2 separate regions of the Sus scrofa genome follow, and region 2 is linked to region 1. A link is a contact called in public Hi-C data. All regions are on one chromosome and are shown on one strand. The core of a region is the stretch at or near the end of the contact, and the rest is flanking DNA. Distances in the headings are between cores, read along the strand shown.

Region 1 (5,203 bases), core at 1,393-3,892:
ATGACTTTTAAGTCTCCATCCAACTCTATGATTCTCATAATAACAAAATCAGTTCCTAATTGGATTCTCCTAAGAAAAGGCAGAAAGTGGATAGCACACAACGAACCACTGGCTCAGGCCCTGTTGGTAGTGTGGGAAGCGGGTTGCGACCCTCTGGGAAATGTCTGTTACTGTTGTACTGCCTTCAGTGTCAGAGTAGAGCTTGGTGGGCTAAAGGATATGAGTATAAGAGTAAATAAAAGTACTTACATGAGCCACACTGCTTTTCCATATTCCCTACAAAAATGAAGATGATTCTTCCTAAAAAAAAAGAAAAGAAAATGAACGAGTCAAAGCAGGCAAATAGTCTGCATTTGCAGCATGATGAATAAAATTAAAAAATAAAATAAAAAGCAAACAAACAGAAAACACTATCTAGGAGAAATAAAAGTAGAAACAGAAGTGATAAATGAGAAACATGGGAACATCAGGCTGTGTTTCCATTGCCCTCTTTAACTGAATTTTCTAGTTAAAACTTCTCATCCAGTATCTGGGCAATGTGGTAAGCACCTGTAATTGGTTTCTTACTAAAAAATCAATGCTGTTAAAAACCCATTTCTCTGAAAGGAAATCTAAATATAAGCCCTATATAAATGGGTCTTGATGTGACTGTAATTTCTTAATTGGTTATACATATACCATTCCTTCTTGGGGTAGCCTTCACCTCCACACAGGGAAGGGAGAGCCAGGAGGGGAGAGACAGAGCCAGGCCTGTGTGGGCTGCAGCCTGGGGACCAGGGACCAATGTGCATCTGTAAGCAGCTTTAGCCCTTCTCTGCTGAAGCCTGGTCCCCACCAGGAGGCAGGCCGGCTCCTCCCCTCTCTTTAACCTCAGTGAGCTCCACATTGAGTTGACTCACAGAAAGGATAGAGGGGGACTCTGGCAGAAAGGGGCCACTGAGAATGCCAACATATTGTATTGTCCTTGAATTTCTATAGTTTCCACTCCTCTCTCCATTCTCTTGCAGAAAGCATTTCTCCTCTTATAAAACAAAGAAAAGGCACAAAGCAGTAATTACTTTTTTCATACCCTCTATTAATGTAAGCCCAGGAAATACCCTGCTTCCCCCTAGATTTGGGATCCAGCAAGCATTATTTTCAAATGGTCATCTTTTTGGGTTCTAGAAATAAAAAAAAAAAAAAAATCCCAATTCAGATCTTTTCAATCCATTTTCTCCAAACATTCATATTTGGAGTACTTGCAAACTTAGCACTCTGTAGCCTGGTATTCCTTCCCTGTGCATTTAACCTGTGAGGGGCTGAGGATCTAATGCCGAAAAGACTTGGGTGTGTGAGGATAGATGAACCAGGTCCCAGAATCATCAGGAAGACAAGTGAGCTTTAAAGTGCTCCTCTCTCTCTCTCTCTCTTTCTCTCTGTCTACGTCTCTGTCTCTGTCTCTGTCTCTCTCTCTCCATTATCCTCTGAAGAAGCAGTTTGGGCAGAGCGTGGACACTCTTTCTGCACATGGCAGAGGTGGTCTGCATCACATTTAGGCCTAAAGTTGTAACAGCCAACTTGTCAATGAAGGCCATTAGCGCAGATGTGCCACAGGCACTCGGGGACTGGGTGGCGGGGCAACCTCAGATCAGTGTGGGAAGAGCAGACATCGGGTGGTAACAACTTTCAGTCATTACTGACCTGGGCTCTATTCAAACCAGTGACCTAGAAATGAAGGGCTCCAAATCCCATTACTAATTCCCCGAGCCATCAAGTCTCCCCTATGGCCTGGATCTTGTCCTGAAACCCAGGTCTCCTGTTGAAATAGCATTAGACAGCAGCCACTGCATTGGCAGGCAAGGGTTTTAAAATAAAAGGGGGGAAGAAAGAGGAAAATGTGCACTTACAGAGTTGGCTTTAATTATTACTTTAAAGTTTTTCAGCTCCTTTAAACCTAAAAACCTGAACCTTCTTGAAAGTCAAAAGCTTGCCAGGAAGTACAAGAACGGTGTTCAAACAAACACAGCCTTCTATTTTGCTTGAATGGGAAAATACACATGCCCCCTCCCAAACCGAAGAATAATGAGAGGAAACCAAATGAGAGGAAGTTGTTGAAAAGGAAAGAAAGAGATTAAATGAGTATTGCAAGGAGGAGAAGAATATTTACTGCCAATGTAAGAAAAAGAGCTAAATGAAAGCCCCCTTGAACAGCTTTCCCCTCTCACTTATTATCTCTGTGTCGCTCTTCAATCCCTCTAATCAAAGAGGGACAATTATTTTTCAGTAAAAAGTAGGTTTTTTTGAATTAGGTGAAGCCTGTGCAGGGCAAGCTGGCATGTAAAGTTCTGCCTTGCTTTTTAAGCAAAAAGCTCCAGCTTTGCAAATAGTCCTGTAGATGGAGCTGCACTCTGCAATTCTAAGATCACGGCCCCAACAATGAAGCAATTGTTTCCTGTCTCCACTTAGCAATTCCTCCCTCTCTTTTGGTTCTTTCTGGTTGCATGTTCTATTTGTTTTAATGTATACCTTTGTGTAAAGCCTGTCTCTGAGTGGTTAGATACCCCGTTGATATGTGGCCTTCAAGGGGGAAAAGGGAGTGCAGCCTATTCCCATGACATCCTTGGGCTTTGTAGAGCCAAAAAAACCTTCTCAGGAACACCTAATCCTTGGGCTCTGGCCAAGTACCACAATCCCTCTGTACAACTGACATGGGCCACTTGGGACACTTGAGAGCTTTAGGTGTGTCTTTCTGAAGTCAGCCCCGGCCAAGCATGAGGCAAATGTGCCCGACCAAAGAAAATAAATTATGTGGACTCCAATTTTCAGCAGTTATGAAGTATTAAATTACACATGCAAAGAATTCACATTGGGATTAACCCTTTGGAACCAAAACACAATCTTGTCACAACACTTGTAAAAAGAACATGCTCTGTGGAAGGCCTGCCTTTCCAAAGGCACAGAGGTGGCTGACGGGAGGCAGAGATGCTAAAAGAAATAGGCTGTAATTAAACACAAATATGTTAGGCTGCTACCGGGGCATGGGAGAGGGTGTGTGTTTTGGGGGTTCTGTCCTGTCTCTTAGGATATGCTGCTCTCCATGTACTGAACATGTTGAGCATACTGTAAAGTTTATGAATCCACAGCCAGTGCCACTTTCGGCCCTTAATCAGAATGCATTTTATCCTAATTCACACAGCCCCTGTGGCTGCTTCTTCATTCAGATTTAGAGAAGTGGTTGAGAACCACTGGAACTTGAGTGAAATCACAACTACAGAACTCCTGAAAAGGCATTCATCTTCTGCTTCTGTGACTCAGTGAGTGATGGCAGAAAACATACTGCCCTGCCCCTTTCAAGAGTCCCAGGTTCCCTCTAGCCATTTGAAGCACTAAGCTCTTAGTACACGTCGTGGCTGAAATTTAACTTGTAAACTTGGCAGTAGAAAAGCAAAACATCGCTGTTTGTTTCCCCCTTGAAGCTATTTATTTACCAAATGACCATAGAAAGCCAATCTTTGACAATAACAGGAATAAATCAATTTTGAAGAGCTTAAAAGAATTTTTTTTTTGACAAAGTTAACTTTTTAGAAAGTGTGCATCTCAAGTATGCACAGCAGGTTTTGGGGAAACATGCAGCCTTACCTCTCTCCCCCCGAGTTCATTATCAGAGGGTGTGTGATCAACAGGAAGAACACTGTGTCTGGCTCTGATTCCCCAGAAAAATCCTTTCCTGACCTCACAGATGCCCCTTGAAAACCTTAATGCACAGCCACATGTCTCAGACACTCCATGGACCCCCATGTACTTGCCTTCTTTTAACCAAGAAGGAAACTGAGGCGGGCTGAGAAAACATGATTTGTTTAAAGTCACATAGCTAAGACTGTTAAGTCTTCTGACTTCTGGTGAAAATTGTTTCTAAAATAAGAAATATATAATTAGAGAAAAAAATCTCTATTTCCCTGTGCTTCAGCTGCTTGTATCCACACAGAAATGATCTTTTCAGACATTTGCTACTTTCAGTCATATGGAATATTTGGGGATGCAGACAGAGATTCACTAAAATAATTCAAGGGATAATAAGTGGATGTTTGTGTGTTTATATGTGTAAAAAAGGAACAGGAGAGAGGAAAAGAATGAGAGGAAGAGATGAAATTCCTGACATCATAGGGTTGTTGGGTGGAGTAACTAATAAAAGTAATTGCTAAGCACTGTGAAATTAGACTGCTGTGTAAAGCTAAACTAGGATGAACCAGAATTTGCAAATGTCATGAGACTTTTATTTTCAACAGGTGGCATTTGAGAATGCAAACTATACAAACACCCAAATGAGAGCTCAGAGTAAAAGGGAAGAATTTCGGGGATTTACACACTTGTGAAATCAGGGCGACTGAAAAACATTGCTTCATGTTTGCAGTCTTCTACAGATGCACGTATGCAGAGGCATGGCTGATTGGAGATGGAGAGATTGGAGACTAGAGAGATACTTCTCTAATTTTTATTGGTTAGAAGTGAAGAAGAAAGAAAAAAGGTAAGAAAATCTGCTACACAAGGGAAAAGCCTCTGACACTGCTTGTGGACAAATGAGTGTGAGCCAAAAACCCCAAATGAGGAAGGCAATAAAACAATTCAAAAGCCCACCCATTGCACCTATCATGATATTCTACCCAAATTGCCTTGCCTGTATCAGATCCACCCTCATATATTTACTCAGATAAGAAAGAACTTTTTGCTGGCAAGCACCCTGAGTTTGATTTATCACTCACAATACGAAGAGGCTGCCAAGCAAGCCTTTATAATTTCCAGTTCTTAAAATTATTATCATCATCGGGTGTGCAAATAAGGCTCAAGTTGTAGGTGTGTACACAGTTCTCCTGGCAAGAAGTTGGTTTGTTGAGGTTAGTTTTCTCTGCCAAAAATGTGTCACAAAAGTGGTGCCTAGTCCATGTCAGACTTAAAGAAATATTTCCTCCAAGCTGCTTGCATATAGCAAAGGTCTGTGCAGCATGACAGATGCCATAAAGGAGAAATTATTGCTGCTTAATGAGTGATGTGGACTAAAGCATCCTAAAGATCATAATGGCAACCTGAATTTCCTGGTCAAGCAAGAAAAATTCTCATCCCAAAGATTCTTCTAAAAAATATTACTCTAAGTTTATGAAAGTCAGAATTTTTTCCTATGTGTTAGATAACTGATTTGATCAACTGCTACCTTTGAATATTCATGAGG
Region 2 (5,341 bases), core at 1,377-3,876, 1.3 Mb after region 1:
TTTCAAATCAAAGGGAGGCTTAAAATTACTTTTTGAACACTTTCAGACCATGGTCAGGTCACAGTTTGGGGGCTGAATTAAAATGATCTCATTCATGATCTAATTGAGGTTGGCAAAACCTTAGCAGTAGCAGGAGTACATAAATATAAATCAAAGACCAAAATTTAGCAAATCATATCATTTGCTAGAAATCTGCTCATGAATTATTCTCCGATTGCCAACCCAGAAGTTAAACTTTGTCTCCCCTCAGCAACAGTAACTGCGCATATTTTTTCAGGCTCCTGACAGGAAAGTTAGGCTGAAAAGAGGAAAGAAAAGGAAGATGATCAATGTCTCATCAAATATTGGGTGTTTGTAACCCAAGAAAGTATGAGAGCGAATAAAATCATGTACATTACAGTGGAGGCTGCAGTCTTGGTTAGAAATTATCATGGGCTTCTGGAAACCAGACTTTGGAAGAACAAGCAGCAGGGACACGTAAGGGGTGGAAAGGGAGCGAACATGTGAGAAAGATCTGATTGAACTTTGCTTTCATTTTTTCAATGGGAGAATGCAGTCATCATAATGATTCCTGATTTTTTTTTTTTTTTTAGTACAAATTTAGTTCTGTTACTGAGCTGAATTGAGGGGATGCGATCTGAAGTAGTTAGTAAAAGACAGTACATAAAGATTGGCATACCTAGTTAAGTTGCCTTTATTTTTTAAAACATTACTATAAAATTAAAACTCCAGATAATTTTATTATAATCCATGAGACTAAATGTCATGTTCTATTATATGTTATCCATTTTTAGTTGTTCTTCATATTTCTTGGTTGCTGTGTGTTATTTCAGCTTAAACCACACACACTCTAAATTGGAGGAGACCTAATTCTGAACTTAAAATATTTTGAAGTTAAATTTTTTTAAGTCCCGCTTAAATGAAGACATTCTTTCAAGCAAACAATAAACATATAACCGGTCAGTTCAGCACGTTTTATTTATCCCAAGAATAATATGTGAAGGTGCATTTTAAAATCTTGAGGATAAAATAGAAACATTTTAAAATAATCTCAGGTGATAGAGGTAGATGACTGCATTCCTTTGCTAACAGGTAATTGGCTTAATGATTTCCTGTGACAAAAAAGGCAAATCTAACATCAAAACATATAATGGATTCCTCTTTAATGTTGCTAACATGACAATACAGTGATTTTTGTTCTTTCTATACTGTTTAGTATTTCTCTTTATAATCAGCTCTGAGAAAGAAAGGTACACCTGACAAGGTGATAGACACTCCCTCCCCAAAATAATCAATGATAGATCCATAGATTAAGATATCATGCTATTTAAGACCTGAGGTTTTTTTCCCCTCTTAAATAAATGAGTAAATTTCAAGGATTTTAGTGCCTAAGTGATCTATAAAATGCAGTAGTTAGCTTTCACTGTTTTTTAAAACCTAAATTTAATTTAGATTGTTTTATATTCCTGAGTAATTGTAATCAAAGAAACTTTGCAATTTGCCTATTCTTGGAAGTACCTAAGTTTCTATTTTAGACACAAAGTACATCAATGGAAGTGTTTCACATCATGAGATTTCTCAGTTTTAAGAGGTGAGGTTTATACATAAAGAACTCAGTAAACTGTGTTTTCATAATAAATAAACCCATTAAAAGGGGAAAATCTCTAAGCAAAATGGTTGTCCTCTAAAGATTTTCCACCACCTTTGCTCTGCTGTTGGGAATTTGAAAACTAAACACAACCAATGTGAGTGTGCATGCATGGACACATGCATCCTAGGATCTCAAGTCTGGGATTCTTCTTAACTTTCACTACAATCCTATAGCTTGTAAATGAGATGCATTTCAGCAAAAATAGTAGAGGTGAAGAATTAATTTAGACTCCTGTTTAGTAGGATTTATTGTAAGAGAAAAAAGTGTTCCCTAGGCCACATGACTTACAAAACTTACTTGCACCTATTAATCTAGCTTTAAGTGTATTATTTAGGATAAATTACAAGCTTTGTGCTTTTAAACTGTTTTCCTTCGTTTTCCTTCAATATTACCAACCTTAGAACAGATTATGCTAAATTGATTGCAAATTATTATGGTTTTTTAAAACAGCATTCAGGACTTCTGAATAAAGATAGTATTTTAAAGTAGTGTTTACAGTATTTAAAAAAAAGAAAAGGGGAGAGGATTAAACCCTACGGAACACTTAGAAATGTGTGGAGTTTTATACTTGTACAGATAAAGTGTGAGGTAGCCTTGCCCTGTGAAACCAAGACCACAAATGATATGTGTCAGTAGGTTCTTTGATAGGGCTTCTGGCCACAGTGTTTTTGTGCTGTCAAACTGCTGTGTTGAACAAACACCTCCTCTGGGACAAAGTGATAAATGCAGAGACAGGCTGGCTTCAGCCAGTCTCAGTAACCTCCTCCAGCACGCCCCCCACACCCGCACCCACCTCCCACCTCCCACCTTCCAGGCACCCCCACCCCCACTTTGCCCCTTTACCTGAAATTGACATTTAGAGCGGATCCCCAGGGCTTTTCAAGGTGTCAGGGGTGAATAATTATTGGTACTCCCCAAATCTTATGAATCAGTCCTCCGAAAAAGCAGGCAAAGTATCTTTTTCTGGCAGGCTTTATCTAGTCTTTTTTAGATGGAAATGGACTGAGCTTATAAACTTTTGCCAGCTTGAACTTTTTCCACTTTTGCTTAATCATTTGAAAACCACTTGCTTTCCTCTTGTCTTCCCCCCAGTCACCAGAGTTTTATTTTCTAATGTTCAAGCAATTACATTGTGCAACACAAAACAAAATTTTGCCTTAAAAAGTCCAAATACTGTCACCTCCTACTTTTCACTTTGCAGCATTCTTTTGGGGCTAACACTTCAAATGTATAGCCAACTGATTTTTTTTTTTTCCCTCTTCTCTCTTGGAGGAGCCATTATTCTCTGACTAAAACCTGTTTACTGGTGCCTTTGTGTGTGCGTTTTTTCCCCCTGACATTAAATGAATTTTCATCTTCTACTTCTGCAATCTCTAAGAAATAGATAAACCATTATATTTTTTTCCCGGCTCGTATTTTAAATCGGTGATCCTGACAGCAGGCCGATTATTGCACTTTATGTTTTAGTGGATGTTTGCTGTTGCTAGTTACAGCAACACTTATCATAAGACAGCAAGAAAAGAGTAGTCCCTGGTAATTAAAGTAATGAAATATTCATTTACTCTACCTTTTCTGTAGTCTCACAAATTAGGCTGCTACATTTAATGCCTGCACTGCCTCTGTTTTTATTATAATGGCAGCTTTCGCATCTGCAATTAGGACTAATTCTGACAGTTACAATTTCTGAGGGATGGTAAACAGTGAACGAGATGTGCAGCAGAGGTATTACACGTGAAAAGCCCTTGTCTCTTTAACCTTGTTGTTTTTTTTCTCGCAGAGGTTACCTTTTCCCGATGGTGCAAAATCGACTTGACATAACTGTTCATCAGTTTCAGGGTTTTCCCTGGAGGTATTTGCATCAAATCAGCCCAGTCAAGCTTCAAGTTGAAATTGGCAGGCCAGAAACTGACAGGGTAGAGACTGGAAAAGAGACAGCTAAAGTACAGGCAGCGAACTGACAGTAGCAGAGTGAAAGACAGAGGGAAGGGGAAAGGGGTTGGGAGTGATCGCTTTTCAACTGTAGTGGAAGGGAGATCTCAGCTCCTGTGTGGATCTCAGTGGCAACGTATCCTGGAGGAACTTGAAAGGTCGAGAGATTCAGAACACCTTCAGCTAATTCTTACCACTAGGGCTTCCCAGCCCTGCTCCCGGGTCTGCTCTCATTTCATCTGATTGGATGCCTGAAGAGGAGTGGGCACATTTAATTAAACAGGAGGAAAGTTCTGAGGCACCTCCTTAGCACTTATTAAAGCTTGAAAGCCAAATCTCATGATCAGAGTTATAGGAGGTGAATAAGGAGGTTTGGGTCTTTTTTTTTTTTTTTTTCCCTAATTGTTAACTTGTAGGAACGTTAACAGCCCTTCTCTTGACCAGGTTTGTTTCCTTGGATTTCTCTTCTGAAGCAGGTTAAATGTTCCCAGAGACCAGAACTCAGGAGACTGTCAGTTCTATAGTTAGTGCATTTTTGTCAACAAAAACAGCCACCTAGCAGAAATTTCATTTGAAAAGATTCTCCTTTGAATAACACGGGGTTGCAAGTTCTCTTTGTCAAATAACGCCCTCCTGTCCTGATAACGGAAGAACATATATTCAGTTATTTAAAGGCCAAGAAAAAATGGCAAAGACTTAAAATAGACATGGCATTAAACTTTTATTTCACTATCAGGAACGGTCACTTTGAGAAAAATTCTGATTGCCAAACTTTCAAAATTGCTTTTGCAAAGAAAACAAACACAAAAGCCGCTCCTTTTGCCTGAGTGCATTTTTTTTCTCCTTTATGTCTATTTTTTTTAACCAATATATATATATATATTTTTTGTGTGTGTGTGTGATCCTTGTTTCTTCTAACTTTAGTGGTGGTGATGGAGGGGTGTGGGTGTCTTTACTAGATGATTTAAAATCCTCACCACTTTCCAACTAGACTTGGGGGTCGAATAAGCCCTTGCTTTCAAAGCGTCTTCAGGCTCTGTGTATGACAGGCATTGGCTGATCTGCTGATGCCCATTCGACAGGCACTGTTGAACTAAAGTGGTGTGACGGCACAGTTTTGTTAAGCTGTGAACAAAGAGCTGAAGATGCCTTCCTGGCATCGTCCATGTGCATATTGGCCTTGTCACAGTTTTGCTTGATTTAATGCTCGGTTTATTCCTAGATATTAAAACTTAAATTCCGAACAATATGTTTTCAAACACTACCTACCAACTTTATTTTAAAAGCTTCAACTTCGAAGATCTCAGTGTTCATTTCCTCCTCTAGTTTCTATGTAGCCAACGTGAAAACACAGCTCTGGAAATAAATAGATTGCCAGTAGCCTCTTAGCTATTATCCATTTAAAAATGGGATTCCAGTCTTAAAAAGTCTTATTAGGGGGAAAGATTTATTTTTCTTTGATCATTGGTTGAAAGTCATTATTTATTTCCGACAGTGGATCCTCACATAAATTCCTGAGGAAAAGTTACGTTGTGTGCACAGAGTCTGGGTAGACTTTTAAAAAGATCTATTATTAAAAAGATATTTAGTTATAAAGAAACCACTTACAAATACCTGTCAGGGTGGGCATAGGCCTGTGGGCAGGAAAAAAAGGAATCAAGGAAGTTTTTGCTGAAGTGAGCCCTGTTGAGACAGCAGCAAAATTAGGATTGAGTCTTAAAAATAAAACAATTGTTATAAAAGTCCCCCTTCCACAGACCA

What was found. A called contact is a pair of places that touch in the nucleus more often than the background predicts.
Region 2: a Hi-C map of retroperitoneal adipose tissue shows a contact between it and region 1, with 2.9 times the contacts expected there. The contact joins the promoter of LOC110257199 here to the enhancer-like site in region 1. A contact is called at or near these places in 3 of 47 Hi-C or Micro-C datasets (adipocytes, mesenteric adipose tissue and retroperitoneal adipose tissue) and 2 of 2 datasets of contacts at active chromatin or transcription factors (alveolar macrophages and skeletal muscle).

Annotation. Positions count from the first base shown.
Region 1 is chr15:6,238,724-6,243,926 of Sscrofa11.1, forward strand. No RefSeq gene overlaps it. Among named protein-coding and RNA genes, the nearest start is that of ZEB2, 1.3 Mb to the right of the region's middle. Within about 2 kb of position 2,643, at least 22 of the 83 cell types and tissues checked have an H3K27ac peak or open chromatin away from gene starts, as enhancers often do. A contact at or near this core is called in alveolar macrophages, mesenteric adipose tissue, retroperitoneal adipose tissue and 1 more, where this site is marked.
Region 2 is chr15:7,511,413-7,516,753 of Sscrofa11.1, forward strand. LOC110257199 reads right to left here and starts at 2,627. Exons shown (of 2, transcript XR_002339482.1): 1 at 2,495-2,627. All of the region lies in intron 2 of ZEB2 (zinc finger E-box-binding homeobox 2), which reads left to right.